Regions from separate parts of the Mus musculus genome. Here region 2 is linked to region 1. A link is a contact called in public HiChIP or PLAC-seq data. All regions are on one chromosome and are shown on one strand. The core of a region is the stretch at or near the end of the contact, and the rest is flanking DNA. Distances in the headings are between cores, read along the strand shown.

Region 1 (3,299 bases), core at 321-2,820:
TTACGGAGATAAAGTTCGGAGCAGCGACTGAAAGAATGTCCATCCAGAGACTGTCCCACCTGGGGATTCATCCCATAAACAACCACCAAACCCAGACACTATTGTGGAGGCCAACAAGAGCTTGCTGACAGGAGCCTGATATAGCTGTCTCCTGTGAGCCCTTGCCAGTGCCTGACAAATACAGAAGTGGATGCTCACAGTCATCTATTGGATGGAGCTCAGTGTTCCCAATGAATGTTCTAGAGAAAATACCCAAGGAGCTGAAGGGGTGTGCAGTCCTATAGGAGGAACAACAGTATGAACTAACCAGTACTCACCCCACCCCCAGATCTCCCTGGGATTAAACTACTAATCAAAGAAAACACATGGTGGGACTTGTATCTCTAGCTGCATATGTAGCAGATGATGGCCTAGTAGGCCATCAATGGGAGGAGGGCCCTTGGTCTTGCCAAGATTCCCCAGTATAGGGGAATGCCAAGGCCAGGAAGTAGAAGTGGGTAGGTTAGGGAGCAGGGTGAGGGTGAAGGGGATAGGGGATTTTCTTGGAGAGGAAACTAGGAAAGGGGATAGGATTTGAAATGTAAATAAAGAAAATATCTATCCCACAGACCTCAGAGGACCCTCCTCATGATCTTAGGATCATTGGTGAGTGGAACACAACATCGGTTCCAATCCAAAGCACCAGGCCTGAGACAGCAGCAGGGAAGCAGAAAACCTGCCTGACCAGGCGCACAAGTTCCTTCAGGTCAGCGCCAGATCCAGGTCACCTTGGGCATGAACTCTTCGGACAGTCCCACGGTCCCCAGAGGACTCTCCATGCGATCTTAGGATCTCTGGTGAGTGGAACACATCTGTTCCAAACCAATTGTGACAGGCCTCATCAGAAACAAACTCTCCCACCATAGCAAGTCCTGGATATCCCTTTCCTCATCTTCCCCCTTTCTGTCTCTGTCTCTGTCTGTCTGTCTGTCTCTCTCTCTCTCTCTCTCTCTCTCTCTCTCTCTCTCTCTTTCTTTCTGTTTCTTGGTCAGTCTCCATGTCTAGGAGTAATTGGCCAATGAAAAGCAGACTTCATGGTCCTATGCCCCAGTATAGGGGAATGCCAGGGCCAGGAAGCAGGAGAGGGTGGGTTGGTGAGCAGGGGGAGGGGGATAGGGGACAGGGACTTTTTGGAGGGGAAACCAGGAAAGAGGATAACATTTGAAATGTAAGTAAAGAAAATGTCTAATAAAAAAAGAAAAAGATAATGAAAAAAATAAACTACCTGGAAATACACTAGTCAGCTTTCCTAACCATGCAGACCTAGAGGAATAAGTTCCTACAATACACTGACTCACATTCAGTTCCTGGTATCCATCTTCATTTTAAAGGAAATGTAGAACACCTTCTAAGCAGATGGCAGCCCCCCCCCCAGCCCTCCCCCTTGAAATACTCTGTCTCTCATGCCACAGCTAAAGTGGAAACAGCTGCCAACCTGAGCTAGCAAGTGTCAGTTTTCCATTAACTCAGTGTTCACTATGCCATCTGTAGCTCAGAGCAAAGTAAATGGAGCCATTTTCCAGGTTGGCTCATTTCCATAGGTTGTTATGTAGAAAAGCTGATAAAGCAAGTGTGCTGTAAATGGAGGGAGGACGTCAGAAGTTCAGGCAAATTTTCCAGGAAGACCTTCAGAGAAAAGACTGCTCAATAAATCCCCAGCAATATTGTACTAATCCTGCAGCAGCCTGAGGCTAAGTATAGATCTGCTGGGATTGTTGTCAAACTTCCATTAGGTATGAGGCAACATCTTGGTGTATCTACACCTACTGCATTTTTAGATAGAAAATGTGGTCATTTTTTTCCTTTCACATACATTGACAACCAGTGATATGAGGTAAAGTATTTTATAAGCTGATTAGACTCTAAAAGGTAAAAAATAGTATTACTCTCATTTATCTTCTAGTAGGCAGTTGAATATCTTTCTCTCACTGAACTGTAAATGGCAGGGAAGAAAAAACATTCTGGGGATTGAGTTCTTATTGCCTATTATAACATCCATCACATAGCAGGTACTTTACATATGTCCAATAGCTGAATGTATAGATAAACCATATATATTCCTCGAGAATTTTGGGTTACAGCCTAGATGACAAGTCTATTTGAGATCTAAAGGGCCTATCTATAATTCCAGATCTTTGGAGGTAGAGCAGGGTCACTACAAATGGACAACCAGTCTGGTCAATACTGTGTGTTCCAGGCCAGCCAGGAGCATGTAAGATCTTATCTCAGAAAACAAATATATCAAACAGACTGGGGAGATAGCTTAGTAGATATGGTGATTGATTCAGAGGTTTGAAGACTGGAGTTAGGTTTCCCATTACTTATATAAGAGTCATGTAAATGTGGCAGCCTACCATTACACCCCAGTGTTTGAGAGGCACAGAAAGGAATCTCTGTTAGACTAACTAAATCAGTGCACTATGTATTGAGGGCCTGCCTTAGCTAATAAAGCAGGGATAAAAAAGGAAGACATCCAATGTTAGTCCTTGGTCATCACATCCGCATGCACTCAAATATATGTGTCAAGGTACCTGTGCACATGCATACAAACATGCATGCACACTGCACAGGCACATGCAAGAGCAAAACAAGAAAATATGTTGGGTTGATAAGTCAAAGCTATGATGAAACATACCTATAATCCCAGGAGTTGTCTTCAGAAGCAGGGACATTAAAAGTCTGAGGTCAAACTGGCCTACACAGAAGCACTGTGTGTCAAAGACAAAGGAATGCCATGGTGGCACTATGTGATTGATATAGAGACTGTAAAAGGCATCTCCTCTCCCAACACAAAAGCAGCACATGTGACCATGTTCTATAAACCACGGATAAACACTGTAGCTGATTTTCTGAGTTTTCTAACCAATATAGTGCTTTTGATTTTCTTTTTGAAAGTAACGGTAAGTACTGATACTATGCTAAGATAATTTGGATCTGCTTTAGCCCGTAAACTCAATGAACAAGAAATCATTCTTAATTTGTAAATGAAAGAAGTTCAAGTGCTGACAGTTTCCCCCTAAATTTTAATAGAATATGTGGGCATGGAACTGCTGTTTATTTGACTGTTGCCACAGTGTTTATTAAAATTCAATGTTTTTGTTCTGTGTTAGTTGTCCTCAGAAGCCTGCAGGCAGACAACATTGGGAAGGCAAGCTTAGGAATCCAAGAAAAGAGCTAGACATAATTAAACAGCCAAGAACTCTCCCGGGTATGTCCTCAAATGTGGATCCTCTAGGACGTGGGCACAGTATCAGTGATTT
Region 2 (3,513 bases), core at 86-2,585, 680 kb before region 1:
AACATTAACCACTGGGCTGTTGTGTAAACAAGGGTACACAGACACACACACCATACATTTTATGGACTTGGGCATCCATGGACATCTGTATTTTTTCAGCTTCCCAATGAAGCCTCACTGAGGAAGTTTCTTTCCTCTGCTTTTCACTGTCACGCGTCACTTTAGTTGGTATTGGAGGCAGGTGGCCAAGGTTCTTGGCTTGTTGGGGCTGCCTCGGCTTTGTCCCCAACACTCCAGTTAACTGTACAACAAGCTCACTTTCCAGCACTGGAGTCTGTTGAGCTGGGCATTCCAGCAGCAGCCCAGGCACAAAGAAAGCCTTTTCTGAGGAGGAAGGTGTTCTTAGAGAGCTGCATATGGATTTGTGGAACAGGACTTTGAAGCGCTCCCTCTAATCTTGCAGCCTGCGTCACTGAGGATGGATCTCCAAGGCAAGAATCCATCAGATCATACAGTAAGTTATCATGATAACCAGACCTGAAAATATCCTACAATTAAGGCAGCACAGGCAAAAATGGAGTCCAGGATTTACTTTTCTAGTGGGTGGGGCTAGGTAAGAATGGACAAACTAGGTGATAAAGAAAGAAAGCCTAGTGCAAAGAAAAGGAAGGGCCGCAGACCCCACTACATGCTAACAGGGGGAAGAGAGTGCCTATGGCCCCCATCCATAACATAAAAGCTAGAGATCACATCCAGCCTCGAAGCTGCCTCCTGCCTTGCCAGAAGAACACTGCCAGTTCAAAATAGTGCTTAAAACAAAGCCTTCAGATAAACACTTAACTGCCGCCAGCCCAGCTGTCAGGCCCACTATCCACACACCAACCAGCGTTCTGCCTTCTGGTCCTCCCAGGCAGTCCTGCTGCCCACTCATTTGAGCAGTGTCTTCCCTTGAGTCCCTCCCCCACACCCTGCAAAGTCCTCTGGCTGCTTTGAAGGACAGAGCCCAGGCAACGGCATCCTAGAAAAGGCACAGCTAGCTGTCTACAAAGCTCTGGAAAGGAAACAGCAACACCCCAGCGCTTCCTTAGCATTTAAACACACTCACTGTTCTCGCTCCGGTGAGCTGTTGTAAATAATCTTGAATCGCACTGGTGTTGTTAGTGGCTGTGATGTCCACAAACTCCAGAAGACCTTGTTTGAAAGGCAGTTGACTGAGGATTTCTTGGGTCTTTCTGCAGTAGGGGCAGGTGGGCTTGATGAACACGACCACCTTCCCAGACTGGATCTTGCAGTTCACAAACTCCTGAGCCATGCTGACAGGCTGCAGCTTCTCCAGGGAGGAACGTGCAGTTGAAAGTAATGGTCCGGTAATGCAGCGGCGCTTAGCCAGCAGCTCTCATTTAATAAGGAACCTCCTTGGAGGAGGAGTTACCAAGTAGGATGCTTCAGTTTTAAAGGGCCAGCCCCAAAGTCAGTTCATTTTGGTATGAGTCAGTACTTCCTAGGCCTACCATTGCACACTGGCTGTGTAAGCTATAACAGGCTGTCTTGTGTCCTCCCCAAGAACAGAACTAAGTCACCCTCTAGGGTAGCAGAGACAGCGCAGACCAGTTTCTGGGTAGGAGGCCCCAGGTCCTCTTAGAACAAATTCTCTCTCTCTCTTCTTTTGGAAACACGGTTGTTTTGAAAAATAAAAACACAACCATTCAGGAAAGCTTTGGCTCTTCATAGGATGTGGGGACTGCATAGTGATTGGGCCTTGTGGGTTGCACCGGCATGCTTTCTTTGCCCTGTAAGGTGGGTACTTGTGTGATTAGTGGACTTGGTTCTTGACATGTAAAAATGTGCTTGTCTGTACTTTCTCTCTGTCTTTAAAAAGTGGGGTGCCATGCTCTGAGTTCATGGTGAACAATGAGCCCTTTTCAGTGGGGTAGATTTGTGACTGAACTTTGCCACGGGGCCTACCTGTGAAGCTAAGCTTTTTAATAGGTCTCTCTTACTCCAAAAGCCTTAGGGCTGGTGACCTTTGAATAGCAGTTCAGTAAGAAACAAATTCTCCCATAACCCCTGACCTGAGATTCCAGACAGAATGTGGATCTTTTCCTGTCTGACTTGTTTTGACAGTGAGCTGAGGTGCTTTGGGAGGTGGTGCTGAGGTAGATAAGCAAGTCGAAGAGAAAACTCCTGTCAGACTGAAGCACCTTTCCAAGCAAGCAACCAGCTCCACAGTAGAACCAGAGTATCTTACAGGAGGTCAGACTACAGTCATGTCCTGGTGACGGCTCTGGTGCACATTGTGACCAAAGAGAAGTAAACTGACTTCTGGGGGCTGCTTTCTTTGTCACTCTCACTGTTACCCACATCAAATGGCAAAATAACAGTCAGATGGTAATAGTCAGGGCCACAGAAGAAGCGGAGAGAGAGTTCTGCCAACGGAGAAGCGGCCTGGCTGCATGGCTGAGGTGGCTGGCCCATGGCAGGGTTGTAGACCTCTCAGCCCATAGCTTCCCACAATTCTGAACAAGTTTAGGGCTAGAGTCTTAACTTTCTGGCAACCTTCTGATGCCAGCTGTTTCAAGGACCTCTTGAGGGTTCTTGCTGTTCACATGACCCTGGGGAATAAGCACCCAGCTCAGGCTGTTCCTTTAGAGTCTTTCTCTCCTTCTCATTTGTCTGGTCTTTCCCTTCCTCCTTTTCCTAACAATCTGACTCTCTCATCTATCTCAAAGATCATTTTGAGAACCACCATGATCTTCGGTCTCTTGCATTCTGCCCTGTCTCAATATTTGCCACTCCTGTTTTCCTTACCTCCTCTTTGTTGCAATCTGACCTCCTTATCTCTCTCTGCCTGTTGAAATGCCTCAGTTACTTAAGCATCCTAGAACCAGTGTGAATTTATCATGTGCAGAAATGTGGGGACCTCCCAAGAGACCTGTATAGAGTCACGTGGGGCTTGGAGTCTCACTTTATGCCTAACTCCAAACTCCAGACAGATGAAGATCCTTGTCTGAGTATACTGTTTCTATAATTTTACAACATCTGATTTGCAGTCTACTATATTTACCTGAAATCTTATAAATGATAGTACCTGGATACAGGAGAACTCTATTGTCTGTCCTGCAGTTCAGATTAGTTGAGACTAATATCTGAGCCCTTATCTAATATTTAATAATATGTGGACCTCCCCTCCAAGTCTCAGGAAAGCATTGTCTGCTGAGAAGCCCTGCCTTCAGCCTCTCAGACTTAGTGTTCAAACTGCCCAGCTTTCTGCTCAGCCTCTAAGCGCAATCATCTGTCTTATGGCTAGGGCAGAAAGTTAAAGGCATCTTTACTGTCCTCTGCAGTACATGGAATAGCCAAGCTCTCCTAGTTTTGCCTCCTAGATCTGAACACAGACTACTCCAACTGAATGCTGCACTGTTCTTGGGGGCCCAGCCCTCCTGGTTCCTTACTTGGTGTCCTTACACCTTGCAGTCTGCTCTGTGGTACTGCTGGGCAGGCTTTAGACAAGCTAGCACTACCACTTGTGGGGCCTTGATAATACCACGCTCGTCCAGAAGACTCAGGTTTGAT

Evidence for each region. HiChIP or PLAC-seq counts read pairs in DNA pulled down with a chosen protein or histone mark.
Region 2: a contact with region 1 is called in a PDX1 HiChIP or PLAC-seq map of a beta-TC-6 cell line, with 25 times the contacts expected there. The contact joins the promoter of Glrx here to the enhancer-like site in region 1. A contact is called at or near these places in 2 of 39 promoter capture datasets (cranial neural crest and hippocampal neurons), 1 of 484 Hi-C or Micro-C datasets (bone marrow-derived macrophages) and 2 of 115 datasets of contacts at active chromatin or transcription factors (a beta-TC-6 cell line and bone marrow-derived macrophages).

What each region holds. Positions count from the first base shown.
Region 1 is chr13:75,161,817-75,165,115 of GRCm38.p6, reverse strand. No RefSeq gene overlaps it. Among named protein-coding and RNA genes, the nearest start is that of Pcsk1, 74 kb to the right of the region's middle. Within about 2 kb of position 1,570, at least 14 of the 459 cell types and tissues checked have an H3K27ac peak or open chromatin away from gene starts, as enhancers often do.
Region 2 is chr13:75,837,708-75,841,220 of GRCm38.p6, reverse strand. Glrx (glutaredoxin) reads right to left here and starts at 1,335. Exons shown (of 3, transcript NM_053108.4): 1 at 1,046-1,335. The coding sequence starts at 1,252. Gm41005 (a long non-coding RNA gene) reads left to right here and starts at 153. Exons shown (of 2, transcript XR_873685.2): 1 at 153-454.